6 separate regions of the Mus musculus genome follow, and all the other regions are linked to region 6. A link is a contact called in public HiCAR-type, HiChIP or PLAC-seq and promoter capture Hi-C data. All regions are on one chromosome and are shown on one strand. The core of a region is the stretch at or near the end of the contact, and the rest is flanking DNA. Distances in the headings are between cores, read along the strand shown. Region 1 holds the start of Mphosph8 (M-phase phosphoprotein 8). Region 2 holds the start of Zmym2 (zinc finger, MYM-type 2). Region 3 holds the start of Setdb2 (SET domain, bifurcated 2). Region 4 holds the start of 2410022M11Rik (RIKEN cDNA 2410022M11 gene). Region 5 has its middle 38 kb from the start of 1700129C05Rik. Region 6 holds the start of Zdhhc20 (zinc finger, DHHC domain containing 20).

The links. Promoter capture Hi-C pulls out the DNA fragments that hold promoters and counts their contacts. HiCAR-type assays count read pairs that join an accessible place to other places. HiChIP or PLAC-seq counts read pairs in DNA pulled down with a chosen protein or histone mark.
Region 1: a contact with region 6 is called in an H3K27ac HiChIP or PLAC-seq map of microglia, with 6 times the contacts expected there. The contact joins the promoter of Mphosph8 here to the promoter of Zdhhc20 in region 6. A contact is called at or near these places in 3 of 39 promoter capture datasets (hippocampal neurons, liver and pre-B cells) and 1 of 115 datasets of contacts at active chromatin or transcription factors (microglia).
Region 2: a contact with region 6 is called in a HiCAR-type map of astrocytes, with 2.7 times the contacts expected there. The contact joins the promoter of Zmym2 here to the promoter of Zdhhc20 in region 6. A contact is called at or near these places in 2 of 115 datasets of contacts at active chromatin or transcription factors (astrocytes and bone marrow-derived macrophages).
Region 3: a contact with region 6 is called in a promoter capture Hi-C map of cranial neural crest. The contact joins the promoter of Setdb2 here to the promoter of Zdhhc20 in region 6. A contact is called at or near these places in 7 of 39 promoter capture datasets (the 3T3-L1 cell line, the C10 cell line, cranial neural crest and 3 more) and 2 of 115 datasets of contacts at active chromatin or transcription factors (astrocytes and large pre-B cells).
Region 4: a promoter capture Hi-C map of pre-B cells shows a contact between it and region 6, with 3 times the contacts expected there. The contact joins the promoter of 2410022M11Rik here to the promoter of Zdhhc20 in region 6. A contact is called at or near these places in 2 of 39 promoter capture datasets (liver and pre-B cells), 1 of 484 Hi-C or Micro-C datasets (LSK cells) and 1 of 115 datasets of contacts at active chromatin or transcription factors (astrocytes).
Region 5: a contact with region 6 is called in a promoter capture Hi-C map of cranial neural crest. The contact joins the enhancer-like site here to the promoter of Zdhhc20 in region 6. A contact is called at or near these places in 11 of 39 promoter capture datasets (the 3T3-L1 cell line, 3T3-L1-derived adipocytes, cranial neural crest and 6 more) and 1 of 115 datasets of contacts at active chromatin or transcription factors (astrocytes).

Annotation. Positions count from the first base shown.
Region 1 is chr14:56,666,636-56,669,596 of GRCm38.p6, forward strand. Mphosph8 (M-phase phosphoprotein 8) reads left to right here and starts at 1,613. Exons shown (of 14, transcript NM_023773.2): 1 at 1,613-1,929. The coding sequence starts at 1,717. It also overlaps the pseudogene Gm4032.
Region 2 is chr14:56,885,322-56,888,161 of GRCm38.p6, forward strand. It overlaps Zmym2 (zinc finger, MYM-type 2), which reads left to right and starts at 1,282. Exons shown (of 25, transcript NM_029498.4): 1 at 1,282-1,377; 2 at 2,474-2,536.
Region 3 is chr14:59,439,180-59,442,325 of GRCm38.p6, forward strand. Setdb2 (SET domain, bifurcated 2) reads right to left here and starts at 1,701. Exons shown (of 14, transcript NM_001320720.1): 1 at 1,408-1,701. Gm45935 (predicted gene, 45935) reads right to left here and starts at 1,701. Exons shown (of 24, transcript NM_001320725.1): 1 at 1,408-1,701. Cab39l (calcium binding protein 39-like) reads left to right here and starts at 1,784. Exons shown (of 11, transcript NM_026908.4): 1 at 1,784-1,839.
Region 4 is chr14:56,810,711-56,813,482 of GRCm38.p6, forward strand. It overlaps 2410022M11Rik (RIKEN cDNA 2410022M11 gene), which reads left to right and starts at 1,279. Exons shown (of 1, transcript NR_152252.1): 1 at 1,279-2,772. Zmym5 (zinc finger, MYM-type 5) reads right to left here and starts at 754. Exons shown (of 8, transcript NM_001253753.1): 1 at 624-754; 2 at 30-149.
Region 5 is chr14:59,103,084-59,106,075 of GRCm38.p6, forward strand. No RefSeq gene overlaps it. Among named protein-coding and RNA genes, the nearest start is that of 1700129C05Rik, 38 kb to the right of the region's middle. Within about 2 kb of position 1,423, at least 17 of the 459 cell types and tissues checked have an H3K27ac peak or open chromatin away from gene starts, as enhancers often do.
Region 6 is chr14:57,888,681-57,891,874 of GRCm38.p6, forward strand. It overlaps Zdhhc20 (zinc finger, DHHC domain containing 20), which reads right to left and starts at 1,656. Exons shown (of 13, transcript NM_029492.5): 1 at 1,383-1,656. The coding sequence starts at 1,500.

The sequences.
Region 1 (2,961 bases), core at 363-2,862, 1.2 Mb before region 6:
CACTTAGATTAATAAAGGAGAGAGCTCTTTAATAATACCATAAATCTGGCTCTGGATACTGCTCAAAGAGGAGCTAGTTGTGAACAGATTTTTTACTAACTTACACTCATTTTCGGCTTATACATGCCACATAAGCTATTATTCTGAAATCTCTTTCAGGTTCCAGATGCAGGTTACTCTTGGAACAATTTTAATACAGACAGGAGACTGAAAGTCTAGTCACTCAGGCAGATACAAGAGGTACACAGCGAAGATAGTCAGAATTATTTCTAAGCATATACACCAGTGTTGTTCTTTTCAAATAGTTGTTATTCAGGGTCCTCTTGCCTACCTACCAGCAGAGTTAGGCTTTTCCTCACAAGGGCACAGGGGATTTAATGGCAAACTAGGACTTAATGATAGGTGTGACTTGGGGCTCAGCCATTGAGCTGCCCCTTAGAGGCTTTTTTTTTTTTTTTTTTTTTAATAAGGTGGATAGGCTTAATGGCTGGTTGTAAGTTAGGGTTGTCTCCTTTTGTTGTGGAAATGGAGTCTAATTGGAGGTCAATCTTAGTGCACTAACGTTAACAGAAACTTTCTCAGCAACCCAAAACTTCAATGTTGGCACAAAAATGTCTTTCCTAGAGTTTGTAATAAGCCTGGTAATTCTCTTCCAATCATATCGCAGGCTCGCTTCCTAGTGACTCCTTTGTAGCATCAATATTACTCGTTTCTCTTGCATCAACCCCGCACCTGCTTCTGATATTTTCAATTCAATAAGAAGCAAGGGAACTTGGGAACAAACACATAGGTGGTTTTGGCTTGGTTTATCAGGTGTGAATGATCCAATTAATTAAGTATAGCCCAAATGGGGCCAAGCCAGGCAACCTGGGCTCTATCTTTTGAAGGAGAGAACCAACTTTTACTCAGCTACTAGGACCAAGCCTCCAACCATCACCTGCCAGACAAACGCCCTATCACTGAACTACTTTCAAAGCCCAACAAGTAAATCCCATAAATTATTACTTGATACAGTGTCTTGCTGTAAAGATTGGCCTTTCTCCTGACAGAAGAGAATACATATTGGGGGAATTCTCTCGCTATGTATGCCCTTGGAAATTAAACTCAGGTCCTCATATTTGGCGACCAGGGCCGTAATCTGCTGAACCACCTCCGGGTCCCTATTCTCTATCTATAAACGCTACTCACTAAAATGAAATATCCCTATAGGCTATATGTAATTGATTCGACCGCAGACGCCATATAAGCCAGCCAAAACCATACGAAAGGATTCCTGGGCAGCCATTCCGCACAGGCGGGTCTCGCTAACACTGGGGGTCCCTTTCCCAGAATCCTCATGGTCTCCTTCCGACAATCCAAACAACAGGTCTCCTCAGGCAGCGGGCGTCACCGGAGTTTGGGAGGTGAGGTGCTAGGACCGCCCCTCGCAGTCTCCCCAGGGGAGCCCTTCCGCTCTTCCCTGAGGCAGCGTTCTTCCTCAGAGTCCGTCGACCCGCCCATCCACTTCCCGTGAACTCCCCAGGGAGCCGGGGAGCGCGCCTTTGCGTGATTGGCCGTTCTGTGTGTCAATCCAGAGCTCGGCGCCCACAATTGGCTGGCTTGCCTCACGGTCGAGTCACGCCGCTGGAGCGGATTAGGGCGGAGCGGCAGGCGCGCGGTGCTGTCCCGCTGTGGGTCGCCGGCGGTTTTTCGCGTTGGTTTTGCACTGCGTCTGTGATGGCGGCGGCGGCTGAGGAGGGCATGAGTGCGGCCGCTCTAGTTATGTCAGTTCCCGACAGCATTGGCCGTTCTCCCGAGTCCGAAGGAGTTGGAGCAGGGGACGAAGAGAAGGACGCAGCCACCAAAGGAACGGTGGCCGTTGGGGACAGCGAGGAGGATGGGGAGGACGTTTTCGAGGTGGAGAGGATCCTGGACATGAAGTGCGAGGGAGTATGTGGGGGCTGAGCGGCCGGACAGGGAGTCTCCGGGGCGGGGACGGCGGGTTGGGAGAATCCGAGTGGGACGCCGAACAGCCTGGAACAGCTTGGGAGGACGGTGGCGGTCCGTAGGCGCAGACTGACATCCTGGAGAGGACCCTGGCCGCAGTCGGTGGAGGATGGATGCTTAGGGAAGTTCTAAGTGTTGTTTTGGCAGAAGAGACGAAGCGGTGACATGGAATGTTGAGAATCGTAGGATGCAAGGCAGCTGGTGGGAGACTTCTGTGGCCTTCAGCATTCGGGTATACGGTTAGGGCCATGGCTTTCCGTTAGGAAAGACTGGAGGATTCTCTACACCGTTGTCCCAATGTTTTCTAAAAGTAGAAAATGCTCCTTGGCTTAAATTCAGGAAATCCCATTCACACCGAGTGCCCGGGACAGTAAAGGTTTCCCAACCCAAAGTGTCCCTTTTCTGCGCGTTTTATGAGTGTAACTCAAGAGATTTAGAGTAAGCTTGAAAGGACAATCTTCGCACATCGTGCTTGAACACTTAACATCCTCCTTGCTGCGAATGTCGTCCCCGGGAGAAATTCTTAGTCTGTATTTCCAAGGCTTGGGATCCATCTGTTTGTGATACCTTTTCTCCCCTCTCTTCCCTTACCCGAGCTCTGCAGAAAAAGGTGCTTTCTCAGTTCTGTCCTTACTCTCTTACCTCTATTTAAGTCATTGTCTTTTATCTCTGTATTTGTCTTTTCTGCTCTAGATTGTGGGCTCCTTTAATCAGGGGATGTGGTTTATAATAATGCTTGAATCACGGACACTTAGTCCAGTAACAGCAAAGGCTGATTTTGTTGTTGCCGTTATCTGATACCGTGTACTGGACCCAGGGTTTCATGAATGCAAGGCAAGAGCTTTACCACAGAGATCTATCTCACGGCTGTGGGATTATTGAATGAGTAAACGAAATGGGAATTTGGAGAAAGGAGAAGATAAGGGCTGTAGATAGGAATCGTGCCTATACGATGGTTTTGTTTCTGTTGTATTT
Region 2 (2,840 bases), core at 32-2,531, 1.0 Mb before region 6:
ATCTAATTGAATCCATCCATTTGGTTGAGGAAGTAACCAACATCAGTTGTAATCCCGCTAACAACCACCAGGGCGAGGTGCATTTCTTAGGTTACAGGGAGTCCTGGAAATCCAGCACCAAGTCTTCTGCCAAAGACGTGGGTGTAGACGAGGAACAAAAGACCCTCGTGCCGCCCTCCAGCGGCTCCGCTCCGAATGCGCCCGGTGGGACTCCTATGAGAGGGTCACTGCCCACGGAGCCAGGACTGAAGCGAAGGGCACGCGATGGCCCGAGGCCCCGCCAACGTGGAGGACAGGCGCTGGGCAGGCCGGAGAGCGCGTGCTCGGCCAGGCACCGACGGCCGAGGCCAGACAGCCCAGGTCCCAGGGGCGCGAGCCCGCTAAGGGAGCCCGGGGCTCCATCTTGCCCGGCGGCAGTCTGGGGTCACCACTGTCGTGTGGCCCCGCCGCAATCTCGGCGCGCAAACTCTTGGCGGCCGAGGACAAGGCCTATGGTAGAGCGCGATCGGACTCGTTCCGGGCCAAGTTTCTCGTCCCCACGGGTTCGGTTCTGATGGGCCCCAAGTTCTCCCAACAGATCCCACAAAATGGAGGCCGACGTCTCCTCCCGCCGCAGCCATGGCGGAGGTGGGACACCCTTCCCACGGGCCAGGCAAGGTGGAAGCGCCTGCACGGCCGCCAGCGCACCAGTCCCCTTGCGGCCGCAGCCGGGCTCGCCCCCTCGGTCCGCCGCAGGCACTGCCGGGCTCGCCAGTCGCCCGGGTCTTGGGGGCCTGGACAGGGAGGACACCGGGACATCGAGGCCGCGTTTCTCCTCGAGCAGAGTCGCAAAGGGCCGCGGCGACCGTCTGGAGGCCGAGACCCAGTGTCCCGATCCCGGGCCCACGGGAAGCCTCGACGAAGACCGCCCGCCCCCAGGGCCGAAGCGCGAGCCGAACTGCGGGCAGCGCCACTCGGGCTCCTGACCCGGGCGGACCCCGCGAGTGGGGGCGGGGCGGGGGCACGGAGGGAGGGAGGGAGGGAAAGAGGGAGGGAGGGAGGGCCGGCCCAGCCCGCGGGGGGGGGGGGGCCGGTAGGCCCGAGGGCGTGGCCCAGGTCTGACGGACAGCCGCCGTGACTACCTCACCGAGGAGGGTCCTGAAAGAAGGCCGACTGGGCCAATGGAGCCTGCCCGAGGCATTCCGTGCCGCCCACGCCATCAGCCAATGAGCGTGCGGAGGGCGGGGCCTCTCCGGGCCCCGCCGTGCCACCGCCTCCTCTGCCTCCTCCTCACCAGCGCTAAAGCCGGGACTGGACCGAGCGGAGTTGTGCGTGTCGCCGAAGGGGGGTGGGCCGGGGGAGGGGAGGTTCGTTCCGCGGAGCTGCAGCCAGAACCCGGTGAGGCTTCTCCCCGCCGTCTTTCCTGTCGAGGGCCGCGGAGAGTGGGGGTGGCTGGGAGCAGCGCAGCCTCGGGAGGAGGAGGCGGAGGCGGGGGCGACTGGGGAGGCGGAGATGGGTGAGGGCAGCGTCGGGAGCCTCCCACCGAGCCGGGCTTAACAGCCCGCGGCGGCCGGTGTCGCGGCTGCTGCGTCGGGGCCTGAGGGTGCGCTGGGGGCCGCGCTGATGTCCAGGGCGGCTTCGCGTGCGGCCCGAGGGGTGAGGGAGCGCGGGCGCGGCAGGGCTGGCTGGGTGAGGCGGTCGCCGGGGGCGGGGGGCGCGGGGGCCTCGAGGTGCGGGCGGCAGCGGCCGGAGGTCGTGGGGTGTTTTCCTTTCTGTGCTGCGGGCGGCCGGGCGGGCCGGGGAGGGGCCCTTTGGCCCTCCCGCCTGGGGGCTGCACTCCCACCCTGTCTGTCCAACCGAGACCCCAAGTTTTCGATGGCAAGGGGTGCCTTTTGAGTCTTGCGGCGTCCTCTTCGTCGCTGGTCTCCTCCCCGGCGCTGTGCTGCGCGGCTCTTGCTCCTCACGTATTGTTTGGCTGGGTCTCTAATGGCGGACGGGGAGGCAGCGCTGCCGGTCTCGGACTGCAGGGGGGGCAAACCTCGGGCCCAGGGCAACTGCTTGGGGCAAATATGGGCAATATCAGCCCATCGTTGACATAAACTGGTTTTTACCTGTAAATTGGTGCTGAGTTTGACTGGAATAACCGTGGTGGTAATACTTGCGAGGGAGTGCAAGTCCCTTGCTGGCGTCGGGGCAATGTTTGCCCTTCCCCCTCCCTACCCCATAGCAGGCTTGGTGCCCTCAGGTCCCTTTCCCTGCAGATTGAGGCTTACACATGGGCTTTGGCTCCAAATAAAATATTTCACTCCACTTGGGTAGTAAGTAGTAGGCTGTTTTGCGTGGGCTTTGGGGTAATAATAGAAGGGCCAAACCTCCTTGACCCCTTAGTCCCTTCTCTGCCTCCTCCTGGTGAAATCGGCTTGGTGCTCCTACCAGATTGGGTGTTCATCCATTTCTCTCCCCCCCCCCTTTTTTTTTTTCTCTTTTATCCCAGGACCAGAAATTTCGTTCAACCCTATCTGGTGCATCTTTGGCAGAAAGTGAGGAAAACACCATTGTGAGTCCTTTTCTTCTAATTTGCTTATTAACAGAGGACGTGGTTGGATTATAGGGGTTCAGCTATAGGATTTGGCCCTCCTGGTTGTTCTTAAGGGGAGGAGCCTTCTCTTGGGTGGCAGCTGCTGTCGGGGAGAAACTCCAGTGATGCCTGGTGAGGCAGCTGGGAGTGGGCGCTGCTGTTTGCACCGCTGCAGACATCGCTTCTGCTGCTGCAATACCAACCTCAGCAACCAGACGACGGGCTTCTGCAGCTGCTCACGTTACCGGTGGGGAGGAGGGGTGTTGGGAAGGAGGGCATATTT
Region 3 (3,146 bases), core at 451-2,950, 1.6 Mb after region 6:
GAATACAATTTTTCTCTTTTTCCTTTTGAGAAAGGCTCGCCTTGAACTGGTTATGATACTGAGTATAGCCTTAAACTTCTGATCCTTTTGCCTCTACCTCCTAGGCACTGGGATCAATGGCATGTGCCACCACACTGGACTTATGTAGTGCTCAGATTCCAAACCAGGGCTTTGCACAAACAAGGCACGTATTCTGACTGGGCTATGGTTCCAGCCCAGAATATGCTTGACATATACCACTAACTGTGATATGCTTCAGAACACCAAAATGTTCTTAGAAACTTGAAAATCTGTTAGCCAAAAAGAAGTATGTATCACATTGGCAATGAGACTCACCAGAAATGCAAACTGTTAAAAGGGAAACATAAGCTATACACTGTACTTCAGCCAGGCAACCTTTCCACTGTAAAATTAATACTACAGATATCCAAGTGCCACAAAGAGACATTGCCAAGCTGCCTTCCACCTTAGATTCTAGTAACTTCCACCTCAGTACACTCACTCAGCCTGACACCTCAGGAAAGGGCAGGTGGGGACAGGAGGACCAGTAGCTCAAAGCCATCCTGGTCTACTAGGCTGGACTTCCACATAGCAAACAGCAACTAAAGAAAAAGCTCTCACCAGTGTAGCTTGGAAGCTAATTTACAAAAGAAAAAAAATTGCCAAAAAAAGTTAAGGAAATTTAAAGCTTATCTTCCAAAGACAACACTAATATTTCACTGTTAGTGTACTTTTTATTTGTTTGTATGTTTTGTATTTTGAGACAACGTTTCTCTGGGTAACCCTGGCTTTCCGGGAACTCAATCCGGAGAGAACTCAAGAGATCCGCTAGTCTCTGCCTCCCCAGCCACCATCTCCCAGCTTGCCAGGAGAATTTTATTTAAATTTGGTTCTTTGCCAGTCTCAAACTTTCATCTGGCCAAACATACAGGCAACTTCATTTAGATCTAAGTTTCCTTTTTACTTGGAGGAAAAAGAAACTAAAAAAACTAAGATACCACTATCTCGTTGGTTCTTTGATAGGCATGACATAATCGGAGCGTAAGTCAGGGTCAGGCACATTTTTAACGTGTTCGTATGTTAAACAACACAACAATGGCAAAACGCCTTCTGGTGAAGAATAGAAACCTATCCTATCGTATGTGGTAGGGTATTTGGAAGAGCTAATGGTCTGTTTACCAAATCTAAGACTAAACATAAATTAATCCTCCACTTTGGTTTTCTTCACTAACATGCAAAGAACCATGTTACTACATGCCAATCATATGATCTGTCAATCATATCCCTTTCTGCAGTGACTTTATTGATCTTGGACTGTTGAGTAGTGAGTCAGTCCGTCGCTCCGAAGATACCAATCAAGTTCAACTGATAAATAATTTCATTTGTTCATGGCCAGTGTAACCTTACCTGTGGAATGGACCAGTGTCCTGAAGATCTTGTCTGTGCTCCGCTGTCTACAGCCCATGATAGCCAAATTACTCAGAAATCACCAGCCACGAAAGTGAGCGCCGCAAGACGGTGGGGGAAACGCGACTGAGAGCCCCGGCCACCCCCGCTACTGAGACAGCGGGTTGAGGCGGCCTGGCACCCCGCGCGCCTTGCACTGTCCGCACCAGAGTCTGCAGTCCCGAGGCGGCTTCACCTCAGCGGGGGAGACATCAGCCCCAAGGGAGCTCCACACAGTTTCCGCGGCCCCGCGGCGCCGGCCGGAGCGCGCGGCCTCCTGATTGGTCGGCGACTCTCTCGGTTTGTCTCGCGCGGACTGCTACGGCCAATCGGGTTCTCGGCAGCCAAGTGAGGCACTTCGCTGGAGTGGTGGCGCAGCGCTCTCTGCCCGCGGTAGGTGTGTGGCTGCGGCGAGCCTTTTCCGGCTCTGGGAGTGTGTGTGTGGAAGGAGAGTCCTCGGGGTGACAGGAGTGTTGGGAGTGAAGGGGCGACTTAACTAGCAGGGGATTCTTCTCGCCCGCCCGGAGTCTCCTCCCTGTGTTTGGGAGGCAGGCGTGGTGGTGGTGGCGGTGGCGGTGGCCCCGGCTTGGCTTTGCTGGTCATTAGAGTCTGGCGCAGGCTTTGCTTTCCTGTCTTAACCCTGATCCCTTGGTTTCCGAGAGTTGCTCAGCAGTGTTTGTGGCGCGAAGATTCCCACCGCCGACCCCTGTCATGATTAAAGGAGGCTGGCTGTAGGATTCAACACGGGAAAGCCAGTCGTGGAAGGGAGAGGGGGCTGTCTCGACCACTGGCCTCCGGGTCGATAGAGAACTTTTCTTTTTTGTCAATTGCCAGGGGCCAACTGCGGAGCCTTTGCCCTTCTCGAGAGTTCATCCTTTGACATACATGGACAGCAGGTTGTGTGAGAGTAGTTTTATTCATAAGCATGCCGCCAGCATTCATTCAATGACGTTAGAAAAAAAGAGAGAAATAAAATAAAATAAAAAGGAGAAACGGGAAGTAAACTAGTGTTTGTCATGCTCCAAATTCACTTCATGCTAGGTATACATGTAGCTCAGGCAGACCGGATCTTTCTGCCACAGGAGCGCCACACCCTTACCCCAGTTTCAAAGGTGCTGATTTTTTTTTTTTTTTGTAAATTTCTCTTTACATATTTTTAACATTATAAACTTGATTTTAAAAAAAAGTTTGCAAAAAAAAAAAAGAAAGAAAAACACATCAAAATTAACCAAACCCCAAAACAATACAACTCAAATGAATACATCTATGCAATTAAAGTTGACTTTTGGAAACGAAATTGTGAAGCTTCACATTAAATTTAACACATGTCGAATATGTTTTCTGCACCTAGTCAAAACCAACCAAACAAGAAAGCCATGACAGCTTTGTACATTTCTGGGTCTGCGATGCTATGCGGGCTGGCTTTATGGAACAGGGTATTATTTAAGGAGGGTGTTGGAGTTTGGGAAGAGCAAGACACTGTACTTTCCTCTTTCCAGTTTTCTCTTGGGGAAAAAAAAGTAGAAAAGGAAGTAGAAAGCATTCTTTTTTTTTTTATTATTTGAAAGAAGCTGCCAGATCTGAAAATCTAGCCTGTTAGAGACAAATATTTTGTGATTCACTTATAACAGTTTTGATAAACTTAACACCAGTATCTTCACTTTTTATTTTATTTCAAGGTTGAATAACTTAAGTTATTC
Region 4 (2,772 bases), core at 29-2,528, 1.1 Mb before region 6:
TGAAGTTATTCCCAAGCTGTTCTACCAACCTTCTCCAAATAAACAATAGATCAACTAAACGACAGCAGGCCAAGCTCATATGTTCTTTCCAGTTTCAGAATTATGAGTAGAGCGCGCAGCTGAGTCGAAGAGTAAACGCGTCCTCGAATCTAGAAAGGGATTCACATTTCTCCTAAGTAGTTACCACTCAAGTACAAATCCGACCCGGGAGAGGTTCAACAATTGGGTCCCATTTGCCGCAAGCACTTGATTAGGGCCTAACTCCTCAGTAGCCCGCGACAGGCACCAGGTCAGCCATTAGAAACTGGCTCAAATAAGATTAAAAGCTGCGACAGACCGACCCAAAAAAAAAAAAAAAGAGAGAGAGAGAAAACGCCGCGGGACGTAAGAGGACGCCCCTTAACACGGAAAACTTGGGGTGTCGGTTGAACAGACAGGGTGGGAGTGCGGCCCCCGGGCGGGAGGGCCAAAGGGCCCCTCCCCGACCCGCCCGCCCGCTCGCAGCACAGAAAGGAAAACACTCTTCGACCTCCGGCCGCTGCCGCCCGCACCCGGAGGCTCTCGCGCTCCCCGCCCCGCGGCCGCCTCACCCAGCCAGCCCTGCCGCGCCCGCGCTCCCTCACCCCTCCGGCCGCACGCGAAGCCGCCCTGGACATCAGCGCGGCCCCCAGCGCACCCTCAGGCCCCGACGCAGCAGCCGCGACACCGGCCGCCGCGGGCTGTTAAGCCCGGCTCGGTGGGAGGCTCCCGACGCTGCCCTCACCCATCTCCGCCTCCCCAGTCGCCCCCGCCTCCGCCTCCTCCTCCCGAGGCTGCGCTGCTCCCAGCCACCCCCACTCTCCGCGGCCCTCGACAGGAAAGACGGCGGGGAGAAGCCTCACCGGGTTCTGGCTGCAGCTCCGCGGAACGAACCTCCCCTCCCCCGGCCCACCCCCCTTCGGCGACACGCACAACTCCGCTCGGTCCAGTCCCGGCTTTAGCGCTGGTGAGGAGGAGGCAGAGGAGGCGGTGGCACGGCGGGGCCCGGGGAGGCCCCGCCCTCCGCACGCTCATTGGCTGATGGCGTGGGCGGCACGGAATGCCTCGGGCAGGCTCCATTGGCCCAGTCGGCCTTCTTTCAGGACCCTCCTCGGTGAGGTAGTCACGGCGGCTGTCCGTCAGACCTGGGCCACGCCCTCGGGCCTGCCGGCCCCCCCCCCCCCCCCCCCCGCCGCCAGCCCCGGGCTGGGCCGGCCCTCCCTCTCTTCCGCCCTCCCTCCGTGCCCCCGCCCCGCCCCCACTCGCGGGGTCTGCCCGGGTCAGGAGCCCGAGTGGCGCTGCCCGCAGTTCGGCTCGCGCTTCGGCCCTGGGGGCGGGCGATATTCGTCGAGGCTTCCGGTGGGCCCGGGATCGGGACACTGGGTCTCGGCCTCCAGACGGTCGCCACGGCCCTTTGCGACTCTGCTCGAGGAGAGACGCGGCCTCGATGTCCCGGCGTCCTCCCTGTCCAGGCCCCCAAGACCCCGGCGACTGGCGAGCCCGGCAATGCCTGCGGCGGACCGAGGGGGCGAGCCCGGCCGCGGCCGCAAGGGGACTGGTGCGCTGGCGGCCGTGCAGGCGCTTCCACCTTGCCTGGCCCGTGGGAAGGGTGTCCCACCTCCGCCATGGCTGCGGCGGGAGGAGACGTCGGCCTCCATTTTGTGGGATCTGTTGGGAGAACTTGGGGCCCATCAGAACCGAACCCGTGGGGACGAGAAACTTGGCCCGGAACGAGTCCGATCGCGCTCTACCATAGGCCTTGTCCTCGGCCGCCAAGAGTTTGCGCGCCGAGATTGCGGCGGGGCCACAGGACAGTGGTGACCCCAGACTGCCGCCGGGCAAGATGGAGCCCCGGGCTCCCTTAGCGGGCTCGCGCCCCTGGGACCTGGGCTGTCTGGCCTTGGCCGTCGGTGCCTGGCCGAGCACGCGCTCTCCGGCCTGCCCGGCGCCTGTCCTCCACGTTTGCCGGGCCTCGGGCCATCGCGTGCCCTTCGCTTCATCCTGGCTCCGTGGGCAGTGACCCTCTAATGGGAGTCCCACCGGACGCATTCGGAGCGGAGCCGCTGGAGGGCGGCACGAGGGTCTTTTGTTCCTCGTCTATACCCATGTCTTTGGCAGAAGACTTGGTGCCGGATTTCCAGGACTCCCTGTAACCTAAGAAATGCACCTCGCCCTGGTGTTTGTTAGCGGGATTACAACTGATGCTTTTAGGTTGGATTGAGGTTCTTGTTACATAATATGTGAAAATATATGACTCTTAACTGGACTTGGTGGCGCATGCTTTTAGTTCCAACACTTGCAGGCAGAGGCAGTTGGATATCTGTGAGTTCGAGGCCAGGTTGGTCTACAAAGTGGATTCCTGGACAGTCAGGGCTACACAGAAAAACCCTGAGTTGAAAAACCAAAAGAGCAAAAATATATATGAGTCTCTCTTTTAAGACAATGTCTAGCATAGTCTGGCCTGGAACTCTGTGATCTTTCTTCTGCCTTTGCCTCTCTCTTCCTCTGCCTCTGGAGCATTGGGATTGTAAGCATGTCACCACTGCTTTCTTGGTTTAGGCTTAGATATGATTTGAAAACAAAATCCCACACCTCATAGCACAGGAATGGAGTGCCAGTATTAAAGGCACAGAAGTAGCAGAATCAGTTCAAAGCTGACCCAGGATACATTAACTGCCTCAAAGAGAAAAAACAAAACAAAACCACAAAAACCAGGCAGCTGAGTGGAAGGCTATTAGATGGCTCAGAGGTTAT
Region 5 (2,992 bases), core at 173-2,672, 1.2 Mb after region 6:
TGTATCCATCTGAGTCAGCTGACGGGTGGAGCCTCTCAGAGGATAACCATGCTAGACTCCTGTGTGCAAGCATAAAAGAGTATCATTAATGGTATCAGGGATTGGTGCTTACATCATAGGATGAGTCTACAAGTCATCAGACCTGTATAAAGGGAAGTGGGTATGGAAGTAAAATAAATGTGTGTATATGGAAATATCTGTGTTTGGTGTGGTTTTCACACAAGATAGATCAGAAGGGGGTGATAAACCCAGAAAGAAATCTGCGGGTATATTTAGTCAAGAAAATGGTGTCCTGAATCTCATCAGATATGGACAACGGGAGGTACATAAGGGGAAACTGATAAATATGACTCACCACTAAAGTGCTTTTAGGCTGGCAATGCAGCTCGGAAAACAAGGTGTTCCCAGCATGTGCCTGCCTCTGGGTTTATACCTCAGCACCAGAAAAAATAAATGTAAGCTGTTATATGAATATAGTTAAGAGTATGCATCATTTTATGCTGTCTTTAATAAACATGCGATGCCTACAAGTAAGATGCACGGCCCTCGGGAACAGTGAAAACATGAATTCCATCAAGTCAGGCTGTGACTTTCCATGAGAAGAGTTAGTAAATAGCTGGTACAGGTGTAACCCTAGATATTCAGGCCTCTAAACTAGGAAGACCACAAGCCCAAGATCAGTCTTGGCAGCTTGGGAAGACCCTGTCTCTAAATGAAATCAGAAGGGTAGGCAATGCGGGTAAAAAGTCTAGCACTTGCCTAATGTGAGCCCTGGATTCAACCTCAATGGTCTTTACAGCATTGTAGATGACCTAAAGTTGCTTAGCATCAGAACTGAGTGCATTTCTCTTTGAGATTACACTTAAATCTAACGAGAAAAAATTCACAGAAGCACCATTTTGGTCACCCTCTGGTCTCTGGATGAAAACAGTTGAGGTGAAATAAAATGTCCCTGCTGACTAGGAGCAGTGTCCTTCTCCAGGGGAGCGTTGCCAGGACCCATACACTGCCAGCCGTCCTCCTCTGTGCAGCAAAACACCCTGCTAAAGTTGACCGCCTTTGAAAGGTTTGCTTTATTGCAAATCGTAGCCCAGCTGCGGAGCCAGAAGAAGCTTGAGGCCGTGACCCCGCATACCTGGGATTTTTTCACTGAGATGGGGAACAAAGGATGTTTTTCTCTAACTCAGGGATGATTAGATTATTTTTTTTCCATTTTCATTAGCAGGTCTATCTGTATCTTTCTCCATCCTCTCTCACTCCTTGTTCAACTATTTGAGTTTGTCTATCACTAAACTTGTAACATAGTCCTTGCAAAGGCTTCAAAGTGATGTTCGAAATGGAAGATAAAAGGCTTCAGACCCTGTCAGAGTGGAGGACAACCACAGTAAACGGACAAGGAAGACAGGAGCCCACGGTAGCTGGGCATACAGAACCTCTTTGCTAGCAGAGGCCACAGCACCATAAGCAAACCTTTGTTACTCTGTCTGTGAGCTCAAGGATGGCCCCTCCCCCTGAAGATCATGGAGTCGGCTGGGAGGTTTACTCTAAATCGCTGACACCACTGGATGGAAAAAGACCTGTCCAAGTCTTGATCTCTTTAGCTCAGTGTAGGTGAAGTCCAGCTCACCCATCCATCAAAGCACCAGAATGTGTGCCCAGTAAATACCCACTCTGTGCCAAAGAGAAGAAAAACCGTTCATGGACTGCCCAGGACAAGCCAAGTCTCCCACCTCCCAAGGGTCCTCACCAGACAATGGAGAGGGCACACAGCAAGTGAGCAAAAGACAAATGGTGCTTTTATCTAGCATATCCCCTCCTGTTTGCAAAGTTTATGTTAAAGCCACTTAACTGTCAGGAGCACAGCCTGGAGGATTACCTGTTGGCTTAAACCAAGGTCATTGCGCGATCACGTGACCTGGAGAAGGACGAGCGAGGGAACTGTGTAAGGATGGTTTTGTTCTCTCCACATCCTCGCCAGCACCTGCTGTCACCTGAATTTTTGATCCTAGCCATTCTGACTGGTGTGAGGTGGAATCTCAGGGTTGTTTTGATTTGCATTTCCCTCATGATTATGGATGTTGAACATTTTTTCAAGTGCTTCTCAGCCCTTCAGCACTCCGCAGTTGAGAATTCTTTGTTTATATCTGTACCCCATTTTTAATGGGGTTATGAGAATTTCTGGAGTTCAGCTTCTTGAGCTCTTTGTATATATTGGATATCAGTCCCCTATTAGATTTAGGATTGGTAAAACTTCTTTCCCAATCTGTTGGTGACCTTTTTGTCTTATTGACAGTATCTTTTGCCTTACAGAAGCTTTGCAATTTTATGAGGTCCCATTTGTCCATTCTTGATCTTACAGCACAAGCCATTGCTGTTCTGTTTAGGAATTTTCCCCCTGTGCCCATATCTTCGAGGCTTTTCCCCACTTTCTCCTCTATAAGTTTCACTGTCTCTGGTTTTATGTGGAGTTGTTTGATCCACTTAGACTTGAGCTTTGTACAAGGAGATAAGAATGTATCAATTTGCATTCTTCTACATGATAACCTCCAGTTGTGCCAGCACCATTTGTTGAAAATGCTATCTTTTTTCCACTGGATGGTTTTAGCATTTCTGGTGGGATTGCAAGCTTGTACAAACACTCTGGAAATCAGTCTGGCAGTTCCTCAGAAAATTGGACATAGTACTACCAGAAGATCCAGAAATACCTCTCCTGGGCATATACCCAGAAGGTGTTCCTTCCAACTGGTAATAAGGACACATGCTCCACTATGTTCATAGCAGCTTATTTATAATAGCCAGGAGCTGGAAAGAACCCAGATGTTCCTCAACCGAGGAATGGATACAGAAAATGTGGTACATTTACACAATGGAGTACTACTCAGCTATTAAAAGCAATGAATTTATGAAATTCTTAGACAAATGGATGTATCTGGATGATATCATCCTGAGTGAGGTAACCCAATCATAAAAGAAGTCACTTGATATGCACTCA
Region 6 (3,194 bases), core at 406-2,905:
TGTAAAAATAAAAACCTGCAGAAGCTCAGCTACTTCAGGGTCTTCTATGAACAGAACTTGAGTTTTTAAACAAGTACTTGGTTTGGAGCTCGCCAAATCCAAAGCCACAATTGAGGTCTAGGCTCTACCATTTTTGAGTGATTTATTTATTATTATACGTAAGTTCACCGTAGCTGACTTCAGACGAACCAAAAGAGGGTGTCAGATCTCTTTATGGGTGGTTGTGAGCCACCATGTGGTTGCTGGGATTTGAACTCAGGACCTTCGAAAGAGCAATCAGTTCCCTTACCCGCTGAGCCATCTCACCAGCCCGATTTTTTTTTTTTTTCATTCTTGTATTTACCCCGTATGTTTTTCCCCAAAGAAAATCTGTCCTTCAGATAACCGAGGGCTCTGTCTGAAAATTAAAACCACATCACTTCTGGGAAACCAAGGGACTGCTTTTTCTTAGGGTTTTATTTAATAATGCTGACGGGAGACGAACACAGTAAAGAGCCAGTAGGTATAGAACGCACACTCAAAGCTTACAGGCAATTATTTAGTATCACTGACATAGTAATGGCCTAGGGTGTTAATGACAATGAACCAATCGGCTAAGTCATGTAAGTATAATGCAACGCTATTCCTTTATCCCAGGAAATCAGGTAAGAACCATACGGTAAAAAAAATTAAATAAGAAAAATAGCAAAAGTAAAACTAAACCAAAGCCCTAAAACTAAAGGTATAAGCAATACAAACCTACAAAGTAAACAGGCAAAAAAAAAAAGTCATTGAGCTTGCACCTCTCTTGTTCAATTCCTTGTGCCTCAAAACAACATTTTGTGTAAATCCAGCACTGAGACCCCCAGATGAATATTAAAAAGGGTCAAATACAGCTCAGACCAGGGGCTGAGCCCACACTGCAGACCCGGGAGACACACCTCCCTCCCAGGCCCCCAGGCTGCTTTCAGCTTACGCGCTTCTTCTCGCGCAGTTTGGGGAGCAACAATCTGGGAGGAAAAGATTTCTTTGTGCGTGTGTGCGTGTGTTTTAGCCAAACTGACCTCACAAGCCGTCTCAGAAGGGGTTCTCTAGTTCAAAAGGAAAGGCCTTTGTGAGCATTCCGTCACAGAAGGGTGGGAGCCCCAAGGCGACTGCAGCCACCCGGAAGCTTGGAGCGTGGGCGGCGCGCAGGCCCGAACTCGGGACCCCTCGAGCAGCGAGCCGTGGGCAGAAACCCACGGACAGGGGCCCCCACCGCCGGAGAAGCGCGGGCCGGAACCCTCGGACGTGGAACCCACGGGCTGGGGAAGCGCAGGCCGCCCCGCGGAATCAGAACGCGGCGCCGAGGCCTCGGCCTGCCACCCGCGGCCCGGCCCGCCGCCCGCGCCTCCCGTACTCACTCACGCACAGCTCCACCACGTACGCGTAGTAGGACCAGACGACCACAAAGGTGATGAAGAGCACCGGAACCCAGCCCACCACGCGTTGGCAGCAGCGCCAGAGTGTCCAGGGCGCCATGTTCCTCTGCTGACTGCCGGGTCCCGCTGCCCACGATTCTGTAGGACCACAAGACCCCAGCGGCCCTGTCGCCAGCTTCCCCGCCCCCGAGGCTCCGCCGCCGCAAGCAGTGGCGAAGGGCGACGCCACAACTCCGCCCCTCCCTGCGCCTGGCCCGGGTCCGCCCCTGACCCCGCCCTCGGGCCCGCCTCCGGGCCCGCCTCTCATCCCGCTGCGAGCTGTGAAGGGCGACGCTGCAACTCCGCCCCTCCCGGCGCCTGGACCGGGTCCGCCCCTGCCCCGCATCCTGCCGCTCCGCCCCTAGTCCCGCGCCTGGCAATCCCCGTAGGGGGTGGGGCTACCCGGCCGAAGGAGGCGGGGCCTGAAGTTGGGGCGGGGCTTCTGCTCAGGCCCGCCCATGGGATTTGGGGGTGCCTTGGTGGAAAAGAGAGGAGAGTGCTAAGGATGTGTAGGAGGCCATCTAGGACTGGGTGACGAGAGGGATGGGGATGCGCAAGGGGAGAGGAATGAATTCTTAGCTGCCCTGTGTGCCTTGGGTGGCACTCTGTATAACACTCTTCCCCTAGGTCTTTCAGGACCCATACAAGTCGGGTTCCCTATTACATAAGGCTGTGCATCACTCAAGCGTGCAAGCAAGAAAAATATTATATATACTTAAATATAAGACTCCTGTGACTATAATGTGTCTCCAATGAAGAATCCCCTGGGATAATTTGGTCCACGTATCGCTCTCTCCACCATGTTTTGTTTGAATTGGTAGGAGCCTGAGATTTAAGGTGGAAGCCATATACAACAGGTCAGTTTGATTTGGAGTCCACATTTAAGGTTACACCATGAAAGCAGAATATAGAAACAGCCCTTTCCTGGAGTGGGATTTTCAAATATTTACAGCTGGAGATTGCTAAGTAATGACTGCAATCTTAGAATCTAGAAGCCTTGCTGTGAAACATCATAATGTACAATCATTAGGAATAATTTCATACATTCTTTTAAAACACAGTACATTCATTTATTTACATTCTATGTGCGGATGTGCATGGACCACTGCTCATGAGGATGTGTGGCCCAGGGGTTGTCTGAGGACAAATGAAAAGTTTTTAAGTTTGGTTTGGGTTGGTTTGGGTTTTGGCCCTGGGCATAGTGGCACATGCCTTTAATTCCACACACTCAGGAGGAAGAGGACAGTGGAACTCTGTGAGTTTGAGGTCAGCTAAAACAGACTATTTACTAAAGTCTCCAAGAAGAAGGTAACTGCTATTATAGTATGATAAAGACTTAGTAAAATGAGTATTAATATTTAGTCACCATACACTACTGTTACATTAAAGTAACATGTATACAATAAGAAAATTGCAACATGCCCTAAAGATGACATTAGGACCCAGAAGTGCACACCTTTAATACCAGCACTTGGGAGAGAGAGGCAGGTAGATTTCTAAGTTCAAGGCCAGCCTGGTCTACAAAGTGAGTTCCAGGACACCCAGAGCTACACAGAGAAACCCTGTCTAGAGAAAAAAAAAAAAAAAAAAAAGCAAACATATTCTGACTTCAAATTTTTGACTACATATTAGTGGCAAAATTGACCCAACTCTAGGGCACTAAGGTGGGTAAAATTCAGCTATTTTCCCAGAAAAACTGTCTCAAAGAATTAAGATACAACATGGAATCTGGAGGCTAAGGATGGAGCCCAGTGG